Regions from separate parts of the Mus musculus genome. Here regions 1, 3, 4, 5, 6 and 7 are each linked to region 2. Evidence: chromatin contacts called from public HiCAR-type, HiChIP or PLAC-seq and promoter capture Hi-C data. All regions are on one chromosome and are shown on one strand. Each heading gives the region's core, a stretch centred on a gene start, on an enhancer-like site or on the middle of the called end of the contact. The rest is flanking DNA. Distances are from core to core; before and after follow the strand shown. Region 1 overlaps Gm33248 (a long non-coding RNA gene). Region 2 holds the start of Ate1 (arginyltransferase 1). Region 3 has its middle 12 kb from the start of Gm51499. Region 4 holds the start of Wdr11 (WD repeat domain 11). Region 5 holds the start of Pstk (phosphoseryl-tRNA kinase). Region 6 has its middle 20 kb from the start of Gm33323. Region 7 holds the start of Ikzf5 (IKAROS family zinc finger 5).

What was found. Promoter capture Hi-C pulls out the DNA fragments that hold promoters and counts their contacts. HiCAR-type assays count read pairs that join an accessible place to other places. HiChIP or PLAC-seq counts read pairs in DNA pulled down with a chosen protein or histone mark.
Region 1: an H3K4me3 HiChIP or PLAC-seq map of embryonic limb bud shows a contact between it and region 2, with 4 times the contacts expected there. The contact joins the enhancer-like site here to the promoter of Ate1 in region 2. A contact is called at or near these places in 9 of 115 datasets of contacts at active chromatin or transcription factors (the NIH/3T3 cell line, embryonic basal ganglia, embryonic forebrain and 6 more) and 1 of 9 other capture datasets (adipose tissue).
Region 3: a contact with region 2 is called in an H3K4me3 HiChIP or PLAC-seq map of embryonic limb bud, with 11 times the contacts expected there. The contact joins the enhancer-like site here to the promoter of Ate1 in region 2. A contact is called at or near these places in 15 of 39 promoter capture datasets (the 3T3-L1 cell line, 3T3-L1-derived adipocytes, the HPC-7 cell line and 10 more), 1 of 15 datasets of contacts at CTCF or cohesin (the NIH/3T3 cell line), 1 of 484 Hi-C or Micro-C datasets (adipose-derived mesenchymal stem cells), 22 of 115 datasets of contacts at active chromatin or transcription factors (the 230-238 cell line, the NIH/3T3 cell line, SST interneurons and 18 more) and 3 of 9 other capture datasets (adipose tissue, embryonic stem cells and liver).
Region 4: a contact with region 2 is called in a HiCAR-type map of astrocytes, with 5 times the contacts expected there. The contact joins the promoter of Wdr11 here to the promoter of Ate1 in region 2. A contact is called at or near these places in 12 of 39 promoter capture datasets (the 3T3-L1 cell line, the C10 cell line, the HPC-7 cell line and 8 more), 2 of 484 Hi-C or Micro-C datasets (cortical neurons and embryonic stem cells), 10 of 115 datasets of contacts at active chromatin or transcription factors (the 230-238 cell line, T-cell acute lymphoblastic leukemia, astrocytes and 7 more) and 4 of 9 other capture datasets (adipose tissue, liver, macrophages and 1 more).
Region 5: a contact with region 2 is called in an H3K4me3 HiChIP or PLAC-seq map of bone marrow-derived macrophages, with 6 times the contacts expected there. The contact joins the promoter of Pstk here to the promoter of Ate1 in region 2. A contact is called at or near these places in 2 of 484 Hi-C or Micro-C datasets (the G1E-ER4 cell line and muscle stem cells), 5 of 115 datasets of contacts at active chromatin or transcription factors (astrocytes, bone marrow-derived macrophages, extraembryonic endoderm stem cells and 2 more) and 2 of 9 other capture datasets (adipose tissue and liver).
Region 6: a promoter capture Hi-C map of second pharyngeal arch cranial neural crest shows a contact between it and region 2, with 6 times the contacts expected there. The contact joins the enhancer-like site here to the promoter of Ate1 in region 2. A contact is called at or near these places in 5 of 39 promoter capture datasets (cranial neural crest, hippocampal neurons, maxillary cranial neural crest and 2 more), 2 of 115 datasets of contacts at active chromatin or transcription factors (astrocytes and embryonic forebrain) and 2 of 9 other capture datasets (adipose tissue and embryonic trunk).
Region 7: a contact with region 2 is called in an H3K4me3 HiChIP or PLAC-seq map of bone marrow-derived macrophages, with 5 times the contacts expected there. The contact joins the promoter of Ikzf5 here to the promoter of Ate1 in region 2. A contact is called at or near these places in 2 of 484 Hi-C or Micro-C datasets (CD4 T cells and uterus), 1 of 115 datasets of contacts at active chromatin or transcription factors (bone marrow-derived macrophages) and 2 of 9 other capture datasets (liver and macrophages).

The regions. Positions count from the first base shown.
Region 1 is chr7:129,677,391-129,680,807 of GRCm38.p6, forward strand. All of the region lies in intron 2 of Gm33248 (a long non-coding RNA gene), which reads left to right. Among named protein-coding and RNA genes, the nearest start is that of Gm33248, 12 kb to the left of the region's middle. Within about 2 kb of position 1,866, at least 34 of the 459 cell types and tissues checked have an H3K27ac peak or open chromatin away from gene starts, as enhancers often do. A contact at or near this core is called in embryonic limb bud and neural tube, where this site is marked.
Region 2 is chr7:130,517,959-130,521,438 of GRCm38.p6, forward strand. It overlaps Ate1 (arginyltransferase 1), which reads right to left and starts at 1,622. Exons shown (of 12, transcript NM_013799.3): 1 at 1,398-1,622. The coding sequence starts at 1,503. It overlaps Gm4275 (putative uncharacterized protein ZNRD1-AS1), which reads left to right and starts at 1,633. Exons shown (of 4, transcript XR_869987.2): 1 at 1,633-1,887.
Region 3 is chr7:129,637,741-129,640,907 of GRCm38.p6, forward strand. No RefSeq gene overlaps it. Among named protein-coding and RNA genes, the nearest start is that of Gm51499, 12 kb to the right of the region's middle. Within about 2 kb of position 1,446, at least 7 of the 459 cell types and tissues checked have an H3K27ac peak or open chromatin away from gene starts, as enhancers often do.
Region 4 is chr7:129,589,672-129,593,130 of GRCm38.p6, forward strand. It overlaps Wdr11 (WD repeat domain 11), which reads left to right and starts at 2,192. Exons shown (of 29, transcript NM_172255.3): 1 at 2,192-2,392; 2 at 3,305-3,416. The coding sequence starts at 2,307.
Region 5 is chr7:131,369,863-131,372,875 of GRCm38.p6, forward strand. It overlaps Pstk (phosphoseryl-tRNA kinase), which reads left to right and starts at 1,284. Exons shown (of 6, transcript NM_001039534.1): 1 at 1,284-1,527. The coding sequence starts at 1,312.
Region 6 is chr7:129,743,004-129,746,209 of GRCm38.p6, forward strand. No RefSeq gene overlaps it. Among named protein-coding and RNA genes, the nearest start is that of Gm33323, 20 kb to the right of the region's middle. RefSeq lists an enhancer at 438-1,985. Within about 2 kb of position 1,303, at least 46 of the 459 cell types and tissues checked have an H3K27ac peak or open chromatin away from gene starts, as enhancers often do. A contact at or near this core is called in embryonic forebrain and second pharyngeal arch cranial neural crest, where this site is marked.
Region 7 is chr7:131,408,981-131,412,087 of GRCm38.p6, forward strand. It overlaps Ikzf5 (IKAROS family zinc finger 5), which reads right to left and starts at 1,498. Exons shown (of 4, transcript NM_175115.4): 1 at 1,407-1,498. It overlaps Acadsb (acyl-Coenzyme A dehydrogenase, short/branched chain), which reads left to right and starts at 1,621. Exons shown (of 11, transcript NM_025826.4): 1 at 1,621-1,807. The coding sequence starts at 1,766.

The sequences.
Region 1 (3,417 bases), core at 616-3,115, 840 kb before region 2:
TCCAGCAATCCTTCCCCCTTTGGCTGCCCTAATTATATGCCTAATTAAAATAAAACGCCTCATCCTAACACAGGCTTTCTCCTTTTCCTTTATAAACTGCCTATGGACCACATCTGTCTCCTCAATCTCCAGAGGCCGTCGTTTGCCTTCCTGGGGCAAATACCTCTTTCTCCACTCCTTTAGTCCTCCCTTCTTCTCCTTTGTCCTTCACCTCCTGTCTGTTTCTTATTCCCTGCCCTTTGTCCCTCTGGGGCAAACAAATCTTTGTGCTGACAACTTGGTGTCTCATGTCTTGTGCCAATCGATCCTTTTAGCACTTGTCATTTTCTAGATGCTATGCCGTAGCCCGCCGTGTGCATGTTCTTTGTCCTATGGGTACCGGTGGACACTGAGTTTGTCCATCACTGAGAAAAACCTACCACAGGGCTTCACAGGAATGTTCAGAGGAGGTGAGCTAGATGGGCGGTAGTGGTGCACGCCTTTAATCCCAGCACTTGGGAGGCAGAGGCAGGTGGATTTCTGAGTTCAAGGCCAGCCTGGTCTACAGAGTGAGTTTCAGGACAGCCAGGGCTACACAGAGAAACCCTGTCTTGGGGGTAGGTGGGGGGGAAGAGGAGGTGAGCTAAGGAAGAGGCCCAGGGAAACCTTGGGTCCCAGCCACACTGAGGCACAAACAGACCCGGCATAGAACACTGGAGTTGTTCTCTATGCTCTCACCTCACCTGCTCCCTGACCTGTCCCAGCCAAGTGACCTTCATCCGACCCACTCACTGTAGGTCTGCAGCCAACACTGTAGCTCTATCCCTCTAAGTCTTCCCCACAGAAAGTCTGAATGAACCCTCCAACACCAGGAAGGAAGATTTGAATTTATTCTGGGACTACACTCTCTGTCATTCTTCTTGACCAGGCTGTACCATTGTTCGTTCTTGCAGCCCCCCTGGCAAGCCTTCACCCCTAACCTAGGCTATTTGGACTGGCACAGCAGCCCACTCCATATGACCTCTGCTCCACCCCTCCTCTTGCACTTGGGTCCTTCTCTTTGGCTTAGTTCTGGAGAAAGTTTACGAGGCTCTTTTCCTCTATCTCTCATGGTTATCTTGATTGGCATTTTCACTTTACGTCGTGAGCCATTCTGCCTCCAGTTCTGACATAGTTGTTGGGGAAGCGGGAGGGGGAGGGGAGGAAGTTGGAAAGAGGTTTGTTGATGATGGCTACATTTTATTATGTGTGATGGTCATGGATCTGACAGGCGGCTCATCAAGCTGGAGGCTGGGGACACAAGGGGAAGACGAACAGCAAATGCCGTGAAGTCACAGTACAAAATATTTTTCAAAGGGACATCAAAGTCTTTTTCCATTCTGTCTTGCCTTGACCCCATTTCACACTGGCAAAACACAAACCGAAATTAAAATAAAAATACCAGGCTGGCTCCATGTAGCCAGTTGGACTGTGCAGCTAATTCACAGACTCTATTAACATCACTAAATGCAAACATTCCAAGATTTATTTTCCTTGCTTATAATTTTTTTTTTGCCTTTCCACTGGTGGGCTGTTTATTTCTAATAATCTGGTAGGAAAAAAACATTCGCTCATACCAGTGGAGGTCTTATATGCCAAGCTGCAAACCAGAGCACATTTTATTGTGGAAATAAAACCCTTGGAAAACAGACTCCAGGGGGGCCTGCTGACGGCGAGTTTACAACGTAGTACAATTGACGCCATTATAATTAGTTCCCCCCAAAAGTCTTATTTTTCAGGGCAGAGATCTGAATCTTTCTCTTTGCACACGAATATCTCTGGACTAGAGCAACAACATTATGGAGAATGAGTCACAGTGCAGCTTTGGGCTTTAAAGACTAACGCAGATCCTATAAATCTTGCCCGCATTCTTTTACTGGGAATGACTGACTTTGATGAAAACCAAGGACTGTAAATCAGAAACCTAAATAGCTTACTTTGTGGCAGATAAATACAGATTTATGCAGTGACAAAGTCCCATGTTAACCCCTTCCTGGTGCCACAGAGGACTTGAGGGCAGTGGGTGCAGAGAGGGATGGGGCCTTCAGCCTCTGCCTTTCTTCCTGGAGCCAGATGGGGAGGAGACTGAAGGCGAGACAGTGTTAGCAGATGATGCTCTCTGGCCAAGGGTTCCCACTGGCCCATCTCAGCTGGGCACAGTGCAGTCTCTTGGCTCTGGTTATTCCTGGGCTCTATGCTAGACAAGGTTCTGTGTGAGTGGTTGGGTGGGTGTCTCTTACAGCCTAGGCTTCCAAAATCCTTGTAAAGTCACTACTATCTTGGTCCTAACCCTCTTACCTGCAAATGGCACACCGTTAGAATTAAATTAGCAGTTATATACTAGTGTCTCTCTCTCTGTCTCTCTCTCTCGCTCTCTCTGTGTATGTTTGTGTGTCTGTGTGTGTGTATGTGTATATGTATGTATATGTGTACATATGTGTTTATGTGTATATATGTGTGTATATGTATGTGTGTATCTGTGTGTGGGTGTACATGTATCTATCTATCTATCTATCTATGTATATATATATATATATATATATGTTTATGTTTATGTATATGTGTGTGCATGTGTGTATATATGTATGTGTGTATCTGTGTGTGGTTGTACATGTGTATATATGTATGTTTATGTATATGTGTATGTATGTATGTATATGTGTGTATGTGTGTATATGTGTATGTGTGTATGTATATGTGTATGTGTGTGTATATATGTGTGTGTGTATGAATGTATGTGTGTATGTATGTATGTGTGTATGCATGTGCATGTGTATGTATGTGTGTATATGTGTATGTGTGTATGTATATGTGTATGTGTGTGTATGTATGTGTGTGTATATGTGTGTGTATGTATGTGTGTATTTATGTGTATGTGTGTGTATGTCTGTGTGTTTGTATGTGTGTGTATATGCATGTGTGTATATGTGTATGTGTGTATGTATGTGTGTATATGTGTGTGTGTATGTCTGTGTGTTTGTATGTGTGTGTGTGGTCTTGCCTCTCCCCCCACACACCATTTTTCTTTTTCTCTTTTTCCTTATTTCTATTTTTCTTCACTTGATTCTCTCTCTCATTTCCCCTCCTTCCTTCACTGCGGACCAAACCTACACCTCAAGCATGCTGGTACAGCACCAAGATTCATACTCAGTGTCACTCCCTGCCCTCAGTCCTTTTTATTTTGAGACAGGTCTCCCTAAGCTGCCTGGGCATTGAACTTGTAATTCTCCTGAAGTAGTTTTCCTAGCAACTAGGATTACAGTCTCATGCCACCAGGTGGCGGGCCTCTGCATTCCTAAGGAGCCCAAGAAAGACCTGATCCTGAGGTGCTGGGACCAACCAACACTGTGCAGAGCTCGCCAGAACCCACAGACAGAGCGAGCCCTCATCTTTTCTTTG
Region 2 (3,480 bases), core at 372-2,871:
TCGCTGACACCAACAAGTTATTCTGAGCCTCAAAGGAATCCTCTGTAGTTCTGAGGCCACTCAGATATAACAAGAGTTCCTACAACAGTCACCCAACAGAAGAGTGCCTTACAGGAAAGACGAAAACTGAAATGCTGGGAATTTATAGTTATCTTTCTAGATGATAAAACTGTTCTTCAACAAATCTTGAAGCACAAAATATTTATATTGTCCAATTTTCTCTAATACGAAATTACTAGGGGTAGGGGTAGTAAGGTCCTCCCTATTAAAATATGTTTCAGTCACATAATACTGGCAAATATTATAGTCAGAATATAAAAATTCTGAAAAAGAATAGTATCTCTATCACTCAAAGTGAGCCACTGTCATTTGATGTGCTTTCTTGGCCTTATTTGGGCTTTATTGGACCGTATTCCTCTCAGCTGTCACGTGTACTCGGCTGTCATCTGCATCCTGTTTATTTAACCCTATGCTCCAAGCGTTTTTTTCACTTAACTGGTCTTCGTAATCCGTGCATCTAACGATTGTATAACTGTCTACCCAAGGCCGCGGTTCACCTAATAATACACTTTCTCCTAATAAACACTTTTAATGCATCCATAAACCAAAATCCCGTGCACAGCCAAACCACTAAACTGTCTTTCAAAACGGGTAAATCTCTAACCTAAATTTATAGTCAAGTTACCTTGCTTCCACCTGCAGGATTATTCTAAACCATCCATCCTAGATTCTGTATTTGCCGATCATGACACGGCAGACAATAAGTACATATTCGGCTTACAAACAAATCTTCCGTAAGAAACCTGAATCCTAGCCCGGTGGTGATGCACACCTTTGATCCCAGACCCTCGGGAGGCAGGGGCAGGCGGATCTCTGAATTCCAGGCCAGCCTGGTCTACAGAGTGGATTCCAGGACAGCCAGAGCTACACAGAAAACGTTTGTCTCGAAAAGCCAGAAAAATAAAATAAAATAAAAAGAAAAGAAACCTAAAGCCTGAAGGAACACCGTTATTACGGTCTTCAAGATGGATTGGCACAATGACATGGTATAAATCCCTGATTTAAAAAAAAAGTCGAGCAGGTATTTTATCAAAATATCAAGCCGATCTCGGTTTCCAGTACGTTCTCCCAGACACTTTCTCCAAAATGACAGCGAACAGGTGTGCACGCACACGCCCCTCTACACATGCAGCAGGGGGCCTCGGCTGCCGCGGGGATGGATGCAGGGCGGCCGTCAGCTCCCAGGAGCCTCCCCATCTCCCTTCCCGTCTCCCAGAGCAGCCGCTGAGGGAGCAAGGGTGGAGGACACCCGGCTCTTCACGACGCTCCCCCAGGCTGCGGCCACCCAAGACCCTCACAGAGCCCGAAGCACACGCCCGCCGGCCGAGCTCGCTCACCATAGGAGCGACTGCCCAACTTGTTCTTGCAGTAGCCACACTGGAAGGAGGTCTGGCCCTCAAAATACTCTACAAGGCTAGGTGAAGGCGCGCTCCAAGAAGCCATGTCCGCGACCCCGCCGCCGCTGCGCCACCCAGTCCTACGCAGCCGCCGCTACCGCCGCCTTCGCCTCCACCACCCCACAATGCAACGCGCGCGCCTCCGAAGATCGCGCGAAGCCACTCGAGTGCTCCCGGGCTGGAAGGACCGGACGCCCTACGTCACTGACGCCGCCCGCGCCATGTTGACTGCGGGCAGCCGTCCGCTAGTTCCGTTCCTCCTCTGTGAGGGGCGGCTACCCCCTAGGGAGGGCGAGGGCGGGAAGACCGGGATGGAAAGGAAGCCGGCTGAGGAGAGACCAATGGGACCGGGAAGCTGGAGTCGGGTGACCAACGGCCTCAACCCGCGCGGCAGGCCTGCCAGGACGTAGCGAGAGCCTGGCTGAAGCCGGTAAAGGCGACCTGGACGGCGGGACACTCACCACACGACGTCTTGCCCTCCCTGGACTCGCAGTAGCCGCAGTAGTAGCCGGCCTTCAGGCCCTTGTATTCCACCACCGAGGCCATGGCCGCCGCTGTGGGCTTGAGGAGCGGCCACGCCTCTCAGCGCGGGGAACCTCGGGGAAGGGCCGAGAGCGCGGGGGTTGCCGGGTTCGCGGCTCTCCGCCGATCCCCGGTCAGGCCACTGGCCGCCAGCCTGGGTTGCAGGGGTGCGTCTCGGAACCCAGTGTTTAGTGGCCAGCAGGTTACTTGTCCAGTCAACAGCAGTCCTTGTCACTGACGCGATCTCTCAGCCCGCTTTACAGATAGGGAAACTGAGGCTCCAGGTTGGGATTCACCCGGTCATTTGCGCTCTGTAGTTGAAGGTTAACCTCGAGTTCTGCGCCTGACCACCTGTGAGGAACGAGGAGCCGGAGCTGGCTTGATAGAGAGGGATCTAGAATCCAAACAACTCTGCTAGAGCGGAATGTCCAATGACGAAGCGACACTTTCCTCTTTTAAAGGGAGTTTTAAATATCACTCAAAAAGAATTTTTAACTCTTCAGGCTGAACATTTACATAATCTGAATTCACTCCATGGGTCTCCAATTTGCAAAGAACGTGTTTTAGGGAATGAGGTTGTGAGGCAAAGTGTAAAAATAAAGGCATGCTCCTACCAAGATAATATTCCTTAGCTTTCTCCTCTGCGTACACAGATGTTTAAGTCTGTCTGGCATAATTTCCATAGTCGACAATATGGTGAATTCCTTTTTGCAGTGTCTAGAAAGTGCAATCAGGAAACTTTTTTTTTTAATTATGTTTGTGGGTGTTTAGCCTGCAAGTAGATATGTGTACAACCTTCATCCAATGCTGGAGGCATCCAGAAGGCATTGTAGACCCTGAAACCTTGACGGGCAGACAATTCTGAGCCACTCATGTAAGATTGAAAGGATGGAAAAATACAGCCTCAACTCCAGCCTCCTAAGAAGCCCTAAATACCACAAATTCCAGACCCTGCTCCCTGCCAGTATACAGGTAAAAGGTCACACTTCCGTGCTGTTCCAGGGCCCGCTTCCTGTATGGAACTAGGTGAAAGAGCATTAAGACAGACCCTTGAATACGTGATCCTGGCCTAGTAAGATAACAGGAGGAGAGGAGCTGACTAACTGCTTATCTAGCAACTGTAAAGTGCTTGCACAATGGAAGGAAAGATTACACACTGAAAGAACTGCGTGGGGTCTTGATGCTATGAAATGATTGGTTTGCGAAACGCAGGCTTTGTTGTAACCCCATAAAAGCTGTCCCAATTCTGCACTCGTGGTCCGTGGTCCTCTACCCCTGCGTGGTGTACTGGGCCCCAGAGCACGCCTGGAATAAAAAGTCCTCTTGCGGTTTGCATCAAGGCCGTTTCTTGTGAGTGATTTGGGGTGTCGCCTCTCCTGAGTCAGAACGTGGGGGAGTCCTCACTTTGTGGGTCTTTCAACATCAAATATGATGCTGGGAACCAAACTCTGTGTCTTCTGCAAGATCATCAAGTGCTCTTAACCACTGAGCCACCACCTCT
Region 3 (3,167 bases), core at 196-2,695, 880 kb before region 2:
CTTATTCCTGTGGTTTGCTCAGCTTTGCTTTCTTATAGAATCCAGGACCATCAGCCCAGGGGTGGCACCATTCACAGTGGGTGTGGCCCTCTCTCATCAATCACTAATGAAGAAAGTGCATTACAGTGAGATTTTATGGAGGCATTTTCTCAGTTAGAGCTCCCTCCTCTCAGATAACTTGTGTGTCGAGTTGACATAGGACTAGCCAGCACATGTTTCCTAATGTATGTCACTAGAAGAAGTATATCCGTCAACTTTCCGTCAACACACAGGAAAGGAACTTAACTGTTCAACAGAATCTGAGTCCTGCTGATTTCTCCTTCCCAGTGCCCTCAGTCCAAAGTGTAACTGGCAGTTCTCTGCCCTGGCCTGGGACAGTGTTATCCACACCCTGTGTGCTCTCCCTCTCCAGGACTCTCAGATCCCAATAAAAGGGTGAACTCCATTACATGCTTGGTGTGACCGAGTTTATGGGGAACTGGGCAGAGTGGGGCTGGATTTGAATCATGATTAGGACTCTCAGCTGATAGCTGAGGAGCCCCTGATAGGACTGTGCGCTTTGGCCCAGGGAAGGCTCACCTGAGCTTACTGCTGAAAGTGGGGCATCTGAGACCAGCCAGCATCAGTGTAGTCTTACACAAGGTAATAGAGCCTTCCCATATGACTGGGCTTTGGTAAGTGTTCTTTGACTTGGCAGAACACTTATAAATGCCTAATCATATTTCAGAAGTTTCTCTTTTTCTCCTGCCTGGTAATCATCCCTTCCTTGTTATATTTCATTTCCTTTACCGAAATGCACATGGTATTTTATTGAAGTCAATTCTCAGAAAATATAGTGAGTGCCTGGTCTGCTTAGTTTAACAAGCATGCTGTTGATGAATGCAGAGATAGGTACACACTTTCATCAGAAGGAAATGATCTGTCATTTTATGCTGGCGTCCCTGAAATCCATAGAGAAGTATTATTGTATCTGTTCTTGTCTCAGTGCTGTGACAAAAAAACTGATAAACAACTTATGGGATGGGAGACCTTGTTTGGGCCCACCATTTCGGGGTACAAAGACATGAGGCAGGAGGTCACACTGTGTCCATAGGATGTCTAGTGTAGGCAGGAAATAGTTTTAGAAATCCTATTCTAAAACTTCCAGGACTTCCCCCACTTCCTCCAATGAGACTCCACCTAGAGGTTTCACGACCTTCCTGTAGCCTGTGCCACAGCTAGGGACAGGGTCTTCCAACACACAAGCTGATGAAGATCACGCCATATTCAAACCAAAACATCAATTTGATTTTCCCCAACAGTCTAACCAGCCCTGAACCTTCCCACAAAGTCCCACAGAACATTCTCAGTACCTCTTGTTCGAGATAGCCCTACAGACTTCAGAGTAGCGTGTACCCTGCCCGGTCCTGACCTGCCTGCCCAGTTCCCTCGGCAACACTGCATCTGTCGCTTGCTAGGAATATGCCCAGGATCCAAGGTCCCCTCTCAAAGCAGCTAGAGAAGAGAGGAGGTCCAGAGGCCTGGCAGGAGCTCAGGGCAGGCAAAGGAGAGTGAGCACAGGTGAGTGCATCCTGCCTGCCTCCTAACCTCAGCCTCCCAGGTGAAGCCTGTCCTTGTGTCACCTGACTCACACAGCACTGTAGAGTGAAGAGACACAGGTGACACACTGCCCTGAATCCTCATGTTGAGTTTCTTGGGACACCAGACTTTCAATCCTAAAGTTCAGATATTCCCTGGCAAACAGGAGCGGTTGGTCACCCTGCTGGTAAGGGACAAAAGAGAATGAAGACCTGGTACATGCAACACCCAGCCCCAGCCATCTCTACACTCCAGCTCTCTAAAGCAGGGGAAACTGAGGGGGTCTGACCCAATGCTCTCCTTTAGGGAGTCAGTTGAGGAAGAAGCAAGATAGTCTGAAGCTAGCTGGGCCAGGATGGAGAACTGCAGGTCAGGCATGTGCTGTTGGCAGGAAAGAAGGGCTTGCAAAGCATTTCTCAAACCTTTGTGTGGCAGTTTGGACATTGGAAGACCTATTTGCAAAGCGGAATAACTGAGACCACTGTGGTTTGGGTGTTCTCCTTGTGTGCAGAAACCACTGCATGCCCACGCTCTCTCTTCATCCTTATTTTTCTTTTAGATGAGTACCAGATGCTTAGAGGGAGCTGAAACAGTACCTGTTGGCTTAAAAACCACACTACCGTTCCTCGGAGTCAGCTCTGCTCCTTGGTCAAGGACTTTGGAACCTTAGCTCTGCTACTGGAGAGTCCCTCTGTTTTCAATTATAACGTCAGTGAGGGATGGCAAAGGGGCAGCATGGTCCATTTTCCCCTTGAGTGGGGCTGCAGTGGCTGCCAGTCCTTCCAATCCTGAACTCTATTCTTAGGCCCAGGGTCAACTTCCACGTGAGAATCCTGGTAGGCATATGCTCTGTAGACAACCTTAGCCTCACAAGCAAGAGCTTGATCAGCAAAGATCGAAAGGAGATGGAGCCTGTGATCTGTGTGGACCATATTCCTTTGCATGGTATCCTTACAAGCAGAGAGAACGAAGCTATGTGCGAAGAGGCCTTGCTGTGACAGAGAGCAAGATTCATGGTATACTGTCAGGAGCCAAGCAGCACCAAGCATATCATAATAATCTAGGAAGAAACAAGGAAGGCGCCTCTGCAGGGAGCCCAGCTGTTCATGGGAGCTTCAGACTTCTGCCTGCAGGGTGGGGAGGCCAGGTTCTGTGCACTGAAGCCACCAAGTTTGTAGTCCTTTGTGATCATGCTCTTGAGAGCCAGTCTACCTCCATTGACCCACAGTGGGTAAGTGGAATGTCTCAGAACCTTCAGAAGATTGGTAGTTCAAACACTTCTGTCTCCTGGCTGAGGGTGGGAGGAGGCCTCTGCTTGGCCTTGCTATGGTCAGTGGGATTTCCCTACTTTTTTGTTGGGGCATGGTGCCAGGATAGAGCCCAGAGCCTTCTGTATATCAGGTAAGGGTTCTACCACTGAATTAATGTCCCAACTACACTATTTGTTTTTTAAAATGTGTGTGTGTGTGTGTGTGTGTGTGTACATGCATATGTGTGCAGGAAACCAAAGGAGGATGTTGGAATGCCTGGAGCTTGAATCACAGGTGCTTTGAGTCACCTGTGCCATGAATTGAACTCTGGTCCTCTTC
Region 4 (3,459 bases), core at 942-3,441, 930 kb before region 2:
AAAATGATATCTTAGAGGAAGCAATGCAGTCACTGAAAACAGCAGGCCTTGTTTTATGCCTATCAGTAAATAAACAAGGAATTATAGGAAGCTAAGTGTTACGTTAAGGCTTTGTAAATGTTTGGTCTAATTTAATCCTTTTCTCTGCCACAATAACAGGGGGAAGGAGTTTGTATTAGTGCAGGTTCTATCTCTCTGACAGAACACTATGATCAAGGCAACTTAGGAAAGACAAAGTTTATCTAGACTTACAGTTCTGGAGGGATAAGCATCAATCAAGGCAGGGAATTATGGCAACAGGCAAGATGGAGGAACACATGAGAACTACATTTCAAACCACAAGCAGAAAGCAGAGAAAACAAACTTGAGATGGTCTATCTAAGCCTTTAAACTCTCAAAATCTGTCCCCAGTGACACACTTCCTCCATCCAGGCCAGACCTCCTGAACCTACGAAACAACCGACAACTGAAAAATCAAATGCTCTAATGCTCAGGATGGTGAGGGACGTCTCACTGAAGCCAGCACAGAGGCTGAAAGGAGTTAAAGATGCTTCTCAGAGTCACAATGAGTGACCTAAAGCCCTCAGTAACACCGACCTTCCATGAGCCCCTTGAAGATGCAGGAGAAGAGGGACATTCATGTAGATTTTTACATATGCAAGCACTGAGCAGGACTATCAGCAGGGTTCCAAGAGTCATCATGCTATGCAGTTTCAGTAACTAAAAATACAGATGAAATCTACATATATAGTAAAGAATATCAAAAGAACAACTTACCAACATTTGTTTCATTTCATCATTTTTTAAGATTTCCTTTCATTTCAACTATGTGTTTATGTGAGGGTATGTTCTTGTGTAGGAGCAGGAGCACTAGAGTCTAGAAGGGTGTGAACCCTGGGAGTTGGAATTACAGGTGGTTGTGAGCTGTCTCACTCTGGTGCTGGAGAACACACTTAAGTCCTCTTAACTGCAGCCTTTGACTTTGCTGGGAATATTTGCGTAGCCAATTGACTCAAGGTTCATGTTGACATTTATGGAACGACAGTGGTTTTTTTATATACATCTTATATGTTTTAATATAAATCTTATATATAAATATTGTAATATAATCTATATATAAACATAGTATGTATTTATATTATGTATGTATATTTTATAATACTACATATTATAATATATAATTTCTATAATGTATTGTGCTATATATCATATAATATACATATCATAAAATATATTTCTATATTATATGTTTATTCAACACATACTTTTGTATATTTTAATAAACATTATATATGTATATATATATGAAAAGGAACTTCAATTTATAATAAACGAAGAATACTTATAACTCAGAAGTGAAAAGACAAAGTGAGCTAAAATATCCCAATAGGGTATTTTTAAAAATAATTACAAATGGCTAAATTGCTGCTAAAAGACACTCAACATCTTTACTCACTGAGTCTTCCTCACCTCACTTGTGTGTTGGCCAGATTTCCAAATCTGAAACAAGCACCCGAGATACTCAGTCTCTAAAGGACAATATCTCGGAGCTTCTAGTCCATGCCTGGTTTGCCCCATTGTTCTTGAACCTATACCATGGTGACGATGCACAGCAAGATGGCAAAACCTTTCACTTCATGGGCCACAAAAAATAAGGAGGAAAAGACCAGGGTCCAACAATTCCCTTCAACAGCACCTCCCACCCCAACCTGGGCGCTTCTCCTAGTGATCTAAAAACCTCCCAATGGGCCCTTCTTCCTAAAGTAGGGAAAATCACGTTTTTTAATACATGGTCCTTTGGGAGCGAGTTATGCAAACCCTATTAGCCAGGATAGTTATCACATAATAAAAAGAGAACAAACATTAGTGAGCATTAGTGAGTAGACAGTCACTGTGTCTTCTCATGCAGGACCCTTCTACAACAAACAGTGGCTGGCAATGGTAGTTGCCCTAAATTAACATATCAAAGGCAGAAAAGCAAACTGGGAGTTTTATTGTTTTGTTTTCACGATTTCCAGCAATCTTTCTCCCAAAAGGAAGAAAGCAGATGCGACTGGTAGCAGAACCCCTCTTCCATGCTTAGCTCCAACCCACACTCCATGGGATTCACTTGAGTTTCGGAACTTTGGAGAGGGAGGAACCTAGAAGTCCTAGTTCCTGGAGAGACGACGGACTATTGGAAGGAGGAACCTGGGATTTCACGGAACCCAACTGCTGGCGCGGACGCGACTACCCGGACTTTGGAACGGAAGAGCTGCTCGTGTCGCTTCCTGCCTGCCGGTGGGGAGGGCCGGGGTGCCGCCGCGATGTTACCCTACACCGTAAACTTCAAGGTGTCAGCGCGCACCCTCACCGGGGCTCTCAACGCGCACAACAAGGCGGCGGTGGACTGGTGAGGGCAGTGCTTCCGGCCTCGGCCGCAGTTCGCGAGGGGACGGGGAAGAACACTGGGCTTCCGGTTTTCCTCGCCTAGACCGCGGCCAGCGTCCCACAGCTCGCAGATTTGCTTTTAGTTGAGACATTTGTGTTGTCCTATAAGTCGCAAATGCCTGGAGCCGGCAGGTCCTCGGTGCAGACAGTTTCAGTCCTGGGTTCTTTCTCCGCATCTCATTCCTTTACTGTCCCCATTTCCTCTTCCCCAGCCTGCACCCGGGAGGGCTTCTCTCCTTGTCTCCTTTTCTCTTCCTGGTCCTGACTCTTTCTTACTCTTTCAGACTCCTCTTTTTCACTTAGATGCATTCAACAATGCCCCAAACTGTGTCCTGTCACTTACCTACTCCCACTTTTATCTTTACTGGTTCCCGTGAAGCACGGCCTCCACAGCCAGTTCTCTTTCCACAGTGAAATAACACCCAGGTTCTGAGAACTAACCATGTGAGGCAAATCCTATTACTGTTGTGCTAGGAATGTTGCTGCGGAGGCTGAGACCTCTCATGTACTTTTTTATCTGATTGAAAGGACTAAGACTAGTCACTCATCCTAGGGGCATTGTGGATTCTATGTTGTTATAAAAAATAAATGTTATTAAATGCTGAATAAGACAGCATGTGTTCATACAAAACCAGCCCAGATTGGTTTTGCACATCAGAGCTCTTTGTAGATATCTTTTAGAACTGTTGATCTGAGTGAAAATGAGTCTCAATAAATATTTGTAAACTTAGCTGGGGGTGTTTTGTAAATGGAACAATATCACAAGCCTTTCACTTTAAGAAGTACTACTAATAATGGCACATGTGAACTAGATTTGTTTATGATAGGCAAAGTTGAGTCGCTTTGTTTTATATTTTAACACTTGTTTCGCCAGGGGCTGGCAAGGTTTAATTGCATATGGATGCCATTCACTGGTGGTAGTGATCGATTCCAATACTGCCCAAACTCTACAAGTTCTAGAAAAACATAAAGCTGATATTGTTAAGGTAAGTTAAGTCACACATCAGCCCCATAACCTCAAGTTTAATA
Region 5 (3,013 bases), core at 34-2,533, 850 kb after region 2:
TATATACACATATATATTCTCCCAAAATAGCCATGATTTTGTTGCCTGAAAAACCAAGGAAACTTGTGTGGGTATGGAGAAGGATGAAGAGAAGCAAATGGTTTAGGATAGGCCCTTGTATTGGGCCAATGGCAACCATGTGAGAGGAAGAGCTTTTCCTCTCCAACCAAGAGAGACAGAGAACGTTATGCACTTCATCATGCACCACACCACACTTAGCAGCCAATTCTCCTCTGGGTTTTGCTTCTTATTTTTGTTTGGTCTTTTGAGAACAGGTCTCACTCACACTGTAGCTCTGATTGGTCTTGTATTCTCTTTGTAGACCAAGCTGGCCTTGAACTTACCATGACTCTCCTTACTGCCCCTCCAGAGGCATGTACCACCCTTCTTATGTCAGCTGTAGTTCACTTCAGCACGCACTGATTTTGTTCTTGAGTGATGACTACAGTTTGAACACATCTTTTATGAATAAAAAGTACCATAAAAGCTTATTTTTCTTATACCACACCCCTCTCACACATTTTTATTTGGTAGTTCTCTGAGGTCTGTCAGTCTGTGTTTTTAGGAAGGGTAAAGAGTTTGACACAGTCTCCTGTAGCACAGGCTTGCCTCAAACTCTTGCTCCTCCTGTGTGCTGCTATGCTCCTATGCGCAGCTCCTTTCTGAGTGCTGGGATCATACCCCAACTCCAAGCTCGCTAATATTTACAAAAAAAAAAAATTCTATAATCCGAGTTTTCTGCCAGCATGTATTGGGGATAAGGATGTGCATTTCCGGTCCTATTTCTTCCCACTAGCTGCCACCTGGCAGCCCAGGACTCAGGAATATTCAACCATTGCTCCCTTCAAGCCCAGAAAGAGAGAGAGAAATATGCTGTCCTCGCTTCACCGCCTATTTGATGTCCCGCACTTTACCTTTCAAAGCCTTCCTTTAAAGGTTTCTAGTCTCTCTTTGTACAGAGGATGCCCAACGTAACCAAACCAAACAGGAAACCCTAATGGCTTGAAGGTGGGGCAGGGAAGTTGATAACATCTGGAGTAAACCCAACTCTGGGACCCTTAAAGTGTCCAGAAAGTATGAAAAGAAGCGCCAAGGACACCTGGCCTAGGGTACTAGGGTCAGGGACAGCTGACACATGTTATTCACAAGGTCCAGAGGGCCACCTGAGTAGCAGCCTGGACTAAGGCATCTTCTCTGGACTCGCATCCTCGCTTGTTGCTCCTCCTCAACGTCGCCAGAGGGCGCGGCGTGGTGCTGGGGCACTGCGCCTGCGCACCCGGCGCAAAGGTTTCTGGAGACTGCAGCAAGGGCATGAAGACCGCGGCGGCTCGTGGGGCCACTCGCAGAGACGGACAGCCCAAACTAGGACTGTGCGTCCTCTGCGGCTTGCCGGCGGCCGGAAAGTCGACTTTTGCACGTGCGCTGGCCCTCCGCCTGCGGCGGGAGCGGGGTTGGGCCGTGGGCGTCCTCTCCTACGACGATGTGCTGCCTCTTGCGCTCCCGGACTGCGATGGCACACAGCCTCGGGTCAGCATCGGGTGGGGGCGGACGGGTTTGCAGGCTCGGCCCAGGCGGTGAGGCTGTGGGTGGATCCTGCAGTGCCTGGGTGGGAAGGGAAGCCTGACCGGAGCCGGTGGCTAGGGGAGCTGGCTAGCTCCGCTCTGTAGACCTTTTTCGGAATAATATGGTCAGAGCTTTGTAGAGGTGTTTATGCCAAATTTGGTACGTTCACATACTGCATATTCTATGCAGTGGAGCTTTAAGATAAGGCCTAGCTATGTTGTCTGGGTTAGTCTCAAACTCCCGAGCTCAAGGATCACCCAGACCCCTCCCGTACAAGAGTCCTAAGGCAGAGTGAAGTTTTACATTTAGTGTACAAGGTAGACATCCTAGGCAGATACACCCTGATAATAATCCCTTGGTAGTTTCTCCGTAGCGCCTAGGACCTAGGCAAAGAAAGGGATCTTTAAAAAAAAAAAAAAAGGTTAAAACCAGAATCTGTAGGACTGGAGCTCTGTAGCTCTGTACCATTTTGGAACTCCCCATGAGAATAAAGAATACAAGTGATAAATAACAAAATTGCTAGGTCCCTCCAGGAAAGTTTTACCAAACCAAGGGCCTGGTCTGCCAATAGTATTGAAAAACGTGGTGATTTCTTGGTTGACAGCCAGGTGGAGTGATAAGCTTGAATTGTATGTGCCAAGTATATACTCCTTAATCCTTGCATTTACACCCCAGTGAGGTGCACCCCTGCTGGAAGCCGACTACATGGCAATAGAGTCCGGTCTCCAGTTGCATACTTAACTCTAAAGCAGATATCTCCTGACATCTTAAATTGTTACATTTGTTGCTTAGTGCTCAGGTGTAGAAAAGTTACATGAATTTAAGGCAAATAGGATGACTACATTTTCTAAGTATATTCAGAGTACCCGCACACAAAGATAAGTATATGCAAAGCCTCAGTGTATTTGGAATGTGGGAAACATGTATTTCTTCATCAGAAGATGCCGCTTCTGCTTTGGCTCTGAGGACAACAACAGCATTGTAATTGGGTAACTTGTAGGTAGGACTCCCGCCACGTTGGAGGAAGATAATGGTTACTGATGAGGATTGGCTTGCCTTCGCCTTTATTACTGCATTTTTATTTTCTCCACTCCCTCCCCCGCCCCCCACCCCAGGCCTTATTTGGTCAGTGTGGTTAGAAAATCTCCACCCTTTAGGCAGTGACACACATTTCCTTCTCTGGGTTAATCTGGGGTACTTTTTTGTAGATAGGGCAAGAGCAGGGCTCCTCTCCTGCCCTTTTGTATCTCCTCCAGTCTTGACTGCAGAACCACTCTCCTCTCACCATCCCTCAAAACACAAAACTACCTGTATTCTCAGGCTCCTTGTCTCCTTCCTTCTGTTTCTGCCATCTTTCCCAATCTCACAATCCAATTGTTGGCCTGAGGTCTTCAAATTTTGACCAAAGGACCTTCAAATGGACTTGTCTTACTGGTTGGTATCCCTTTTC
Region 6 (3,206 bases), core at 53-2,552, 780 kb before region 2:
AATTGATTCTGCCCTCAAGGTTTGTCAGCCCTCGGCACACTACCCTGGAGTGCTCTTGTGGCCCAGCAGAGTTCTTGGAGTGGGAACAGAAGTATGACTATTCTCTTTCAGACTTAGCATGCATGCGTCTCCTCTGCTAACATCCCTTCAACTGGAGGGCTTCTCACATGACCAAAGTCAAACTTGGGGTCATATGGAAAGACATATAGAGACAGGGAGGCATATGTCACTGGGGTACCAAGTGAGGCAGGAGACCGGGGGTGAGAAAGTCAGGAAGAGGCTCCCCTGCCAGTGGTTCCGTGCTCAGTTGAAGCTTAGGAAGGATGTACTTGCTGTAGATGTGAATGAGACAAACATCTAAGAAGTAGAGATGAGAGGACCAAGACGGGTGCAGACATAAGCTAGGTAGAACACAGGCCCTAAAGCTTCCTTGTACCTGAGGTTACCACTGTGTCCAAACCAGCCTTCAGGCCCCTCTCTGCCATTATGACCACTGTAGCTGCCTGAGCCAATTACACTTGCTATATCCAGTGGTGTCCAGAAATACAGATGCTACACCTAACTACCCAGGCTCACATCTCAGCCGTGACTGATGTCCTGCCTATGTGACTTGCAGGCTCACAATCCTCATCTATAACATGGAAATGATCTTGCCCACAGGTTTAAAGATTGAATAGTAATGCAGTAGCTAGTGGCTGGGACATAGATGTAATTAAAAATAAAACAAAACAAAACAAAACAATTATCCCTGTCTTTTGCATTGGAAAGCTCACTGCCATATTGCTAAGGCTACAGAACTATGTCATTTGCATTGGGAAGAATATTCCTAATCAAAAGAATCAAGGGGGGGGTGGAGGCCATCTCAGTTGTGTTTGAAAAAAAGATGGGGCTGTCTCACATTGTAGCTGGTCTCCTGTGTTTGCCCAAATCCATTGATCTGCTTTCTAAAAGCCAAATCTACTAACTGAGACAAAAAGCAAACTGTGTACCATTATCTAGGATTACCCTCATTCAGACTCTGCTCTGTGGATGTGCCATCTCTAAAGTCATTATAATTAGAGGACCTGGTACTCGAAGGTAACCCACGAGACACCAGAGGATCCTTCCTCTGATGTGGAGTGAGGTTGGTCATTATTATCTGCGCGTGACCTGCAAGCAGACTGGGCCAGACTGCTGCCTGGATTCACGGTGTAGATAATTGGCTTCTGGCGATTTTATTCAGAAGCTACATCTCTGTGCATTTAGCCTCGATGTAGAAATGTGAAGCAGCTGAAGGCACACACTTGCATGGTCTGCCTGCCATCAGGGCTTTCCTTAGATCTGCCATCCTGGTTGGTCCAGGGAGCAGCAGTTTGCCACACTGCTGAGCGGGTCTGATGCTAAGGAGGGATAAAGCAGAGCTTTGTGCTGGCCCTGCATCACCATCCCCTTCCCTGAGTTCCTGACAGTTCGTTACCCCAGCCGGAATCAGTCTGAATGTTCTCTTTGTCACAGCTCTTTGCGTGCTGAGGTGGGCTTGCCTTCTCCGCAGCAGTCTGGGTTAAATAAATACATTAAGGCAACGTAGCCGGCTTGACACTGGAGCCAGCCTCAATAACTCAGATAATTCATGTGGCAAAAGACAGGGCTGCTGCGGTTTGGAATTCGTTTAAAGATGGATTCTTTGTTCTCATCTTTGGTTGAGGCTGAGGCAGCCACACTCTAAACTGTTGGCCATTTTTCTCCAGCAAGTTTGAGAGTTTAAATCCTGTGCAGATGAGCACCCTTCAGCCAGTTACAGGGATACCAAGCTGACTCACGACATAAACACGTGCTCCAAGGCAAGCTAGGATTGCACCTTGGTGAGTTTTACCATTTCTCCAGTGCACCGGCAGTCAGCAGTTCGTCAAAACCCATAATGTTTAGAAATGTGCTATGTTTGCCCCTGAGGTTTAAATAAACTAAGACCCATGAATGTTACAATGTGACGAACTACCTTGGTGTGTGAAATTATAACTCTATCTGGCGCTCAGTGAGAGGAACGCTGTGCACATTCTGTTCCTGGGGATTTTGTGTATGCTTCTCCAACTGAAGTATGTTTCAACTCTGCTTTGTTTTCTTCTTCTTCAAGAATAGGAAATATTTCTATTTCAAGACTGCTGTGCATGTCTAAGACGCTCAATAACGGGTGAAACTGTATACCTTAACAACTCCAGAATCTTTTAAGGTGTTTGGGCTTGAGCCAAGAAAATGATTAGGGCCAGGGAGTTACCACTGTGACTGCCACAATGGCTCTGAGATTTCGTCTTTTTTGGAAAACAGAGGCAAAGATTCATTTCCTAGGTGCAGCACAGAGTTTCAACCAAGAGATACTTCACCGTATTGGGAGAGATTTCTATTTTTCTGTCTCAACTGGGAGAAAGAGCCCAGGGTGCTATTATCATCAGTAAGTAAAAATGCAACCACCCTACTATGCGCAGGACAGCTTCAATAAATGCATTCCTACTGTGAGCAGGACAGCTCCAATCAATACATTGTCCATTCAAAACACCTGGGTGTCATTCTGTGAACCAATGGACAGCACGTGATAGGGTTGGTGGGGACCCCATTGCTGGTGTGCTCTATCTGTTGTAAACATCTCAAGGAGGGTTATGCACACGTTAATCTAACATTGCAGCAATTCTCTAACTGCTACATAGTGTTCCATAATTCTCATCCCCAAATCTGAGGATGTGGGAAGGTGGATAAGAATGCCTTCTGTGTAGGCATGAAGAGCTGAGCTGGGAATGGTCCCCAGTATTCTTGTTAAAAAGGAAAGCTGGGTGCCTAAAACCCTGGCACTGTGGATTTCCAGGGCTTGCTAGGTGACAGCCTTGCTTCATGTTGAGTGAGAGATGCTTCCTCAAGGAAACACAGCATAGAATAATAAAGCAGGGCTTCCAAAGTCCTCCTCTGACATGTGTGAGAACTAGTGTGTACATGCAGGCATGCACACATATACATATGTACACACAGATGCACACACACAAGCACACATAAATGCACACACACACACATACACACACACACACACACACACACACACACACACGTATATACCACCCCATACAAAGGTACGAACACTACACACACAGGCACATACACCACAAAAACATATACAGAGGCATATATAACATATATACATGCACACACACATATGTGCACACACTGGCACATACTCCATGCAT
Region 7 (3,107 bases), core at 248-2,747, 890 kb after region 2:
GAAATGTTGAATAATTGAAATTTACTCTGGAGATACAACAAAGGCGTCCAAAAGGCCATGGAGGGAATTTCAACTAAAATTCAAAAGCCACAAGAAGTCTGCAAAGAAAGACACGTAAGTGAAAACTTTGCTAGGGACTACAGGCTTAGTAACAAGTTAATAACATAATTTGTGTGTCATTATCATTAACTGAAAAAAAAAAAAAAAAGCAAGGGCAAGCTTGGTGGCCCACAATTACATCCTAGCCATTTGTGTTACTATCATGTTGCCACTGGTCATTTACTTTTAACAAAAAAACTTCAATGCCATTCATATATAATATGCTAATTTCAAGAGATGCCAGGCTTAATGTTGCTGAATAAGTCCAGTTGCACATAAAAGTACATTAGCTCTATCGCCAGGGAAATATATGTAACAACCACCAGGACTCAACCACGGCATATCTGAAGCCCATCTTCAGTGTCCCACAGTACAACAGTTACGGTTTCCTGGGAAACACGGGACCCTTACAGGAAAAGAACTTCAAACATCCCAGTTCCCCCGCAAGGAACTTCCAAGAAAACGTTCATCCTCAGCTGTGCTGAAGACAACATAAACTCAAGACAAAGTCTTACAAGTAGTCCAGATGTTTTAAGCAGCTGTTTTCATGCTGTGTCTTCTAAGTGTAATTTCCCTGGACCTCACAACTTCAGAAGTCTTCATGTCCGTTCTCACTCCTCTGTCCGGTTCTGACCAGCACACAAAGGAGTCATTAAAGAGGCCATGTGGTTACTGGCAGCTACCACTGACTATACTTAGGATCTACAGTTAGACAGACAGCACTTGGACGCTTAGCTGAGGAGGAGCCACATTGAGCATCCAAGAACATTCCCGACAGTCGATCGATGATGAATCGATCGGGGACAGAAATCTTGAATGAGTCGGAAGATCCTCCCCAGCCTCACCTGTTCCCAACATTGGAAAGTACAGGCAGTAGACGCCAGGTCATGAGAGAAAGAAAACTCCTTCCCAACAGCAGCCCGGGGTTAACACCCTATCCAGGATACACCGGGGTTGCTGGGGTCGACTTTGGCACCCCGAGAATGCACTACACAGGGATGCTCCCTGCGATCGCCACCTGTCAAAGCCGGAGACAGCTCCCCACCCTGAGCTCCGAGCTGCGGCCCGACGGCGCCGACTCGCTCGCGAGCCTCCGGGCGGCGCACCCAGTCACTTACGAGCCCAAGAGAGTCCCGAGTCACCACGCTGGCAGCCCACGGGGCACGCAGGACCCTCCGCTGTGGCCAAGGCGAAAGCGGTGTTAGCCGGCTAGCAATGAACCCGGCACTTTACCTTCCGCCATTCCGTCAACGTGCCCTGAGTAACCGTAGCGCCGCCGTGGAAGCTGACCGCCCCCCGTGACTCACCTCCTGACAACCGCACCGAGGAATCCCCACAGCCCTTTTCACTGCCGTCGCCGCCACCGCCACCGCCTCAGCGTTCGTCAGCGTCGCAGCTGTAGCCGCCATATTTGTTGTGTCTCCGCTCCCTTCCCGCCCGCCCCACGCCTTGCCCAAGTCTCGCGTGAGCGTGCTGCAGGGAGCAAGGAGAGAATTATGTCTCTCCTGGGGTTCCGTAGGCGGCAGTGGGCGGGGACTCAAAGGGGTGTGTGAGGGGCGGATGCTCGGAGTGGGCAGGGCCCGAGCTTGCCAGGCCGAGGGAGTCTTGCGCAAGGGTTCGTGGAAAGCCTTGCGAGCTTAACAGGGCCACCCTGCCCGAAGCGAGGATGGCGGTCTCTGCGCTCCAGCTGTGGCGTATGGGCGGGCTGGTGAGTGGGGTCGGTCGAAGCGACCGTCTCAGGAGGCCTGTGGCCACACTGATTCCTGGCGACGTCATCTTTTCCTAATGGGCTGGGGGTCTGGGAGGCTGGTGGAGGGGGCTGAGCCTGGGGCTGGGTCTCCACAGACCCTTCACCTCCGTCTGGTTTTCCTTCAGGATCCGTCCCAGCTCATGCCACATTTCCCCGGATGATGATGATGATTTTTTTGTTTTGTTTTTTGGGGTTTTTTTTGTTTTTGTTTTTGTTTTGTTTTTTTTTTTTTTCGAGACAGGGTTTCTCTGTATAGCCCTGGGTGTCCTGGAACTCACTCTGTAGAGCAGGCTGGCCTCGAACTCAGAAATCTGCCTGCCTCTGCCTCCCGAGTGCTGGGATTAAAGGCGTGCGCCACCATCACCCAACCGATAATGATGATTTTTAATGACTAAAATCTAGGCCTGCTTGTCGAGCCTATTGACACTCTCTTCCCTTCAGCAGCCCAGCTGGAAGGGACCTCTCATATTTCTGGGTCTTAACCATTCAGGGAAGGAATTTCTTAGGCTTTATCTCACTGCGGGGATCTGACCAGCTCCCTTAGATTCTGAGGAGCCCAAAAGCCCATTCTAGTCCTCTTCCTCAAACTTGGTCTGAGGCCAGCCTCTTGTCTCACCAGGATGTTTCTGGCCTCCCTTTGCTCTCTCGGATTTCCTGAGCTTGGAATTAGGACACACAGTACAGTGCAGATGACAGCATCTGTCAGAATAACAGAAGACACTCTGACCAGTCAGAGGGGGCAATGGGTTGAACCATGAGCAAACCTACGTTAGCTGGACTTGGTGCTATTTCTTCAGGTGCCTGAAAGAGACAGCTTTCCTGGAGGATGTTTCTCTACTTAGGCGATTGACGAGCCCATTTAGCTAACTTTGAAGTGAAAGGACAGTTGGGTGCCTTTGCTGTGGTTGTAGTTAGCTGGAAACCCTCCAGCTAAATAGTAATCTTAAAATTTCCTCGGGCAGATGTTAAGTCTCAAGTCTCACCCATTATTCTGGCGAGCAATCAAAATCCTGCAGTATTTATTCCCGGTTTTACAAGCTACTGATGAGAGGAAGTAGCTTGTAAACGGTGAAGCAAGTCTGCACCTCTTTGCCTCACATTGTAGATAATTAACGTTATTTTATTGTTTTACAAGCTTGGGGTGTTTAGGAAATTAATAAAGTTGTGTTAGTGTATTGTCACAAAGGATTAGAAATGGGTTCTTGTGATTATTATTTAATACTGTTTAATAATTGTTGCTTAATAATAATGTAGCCAG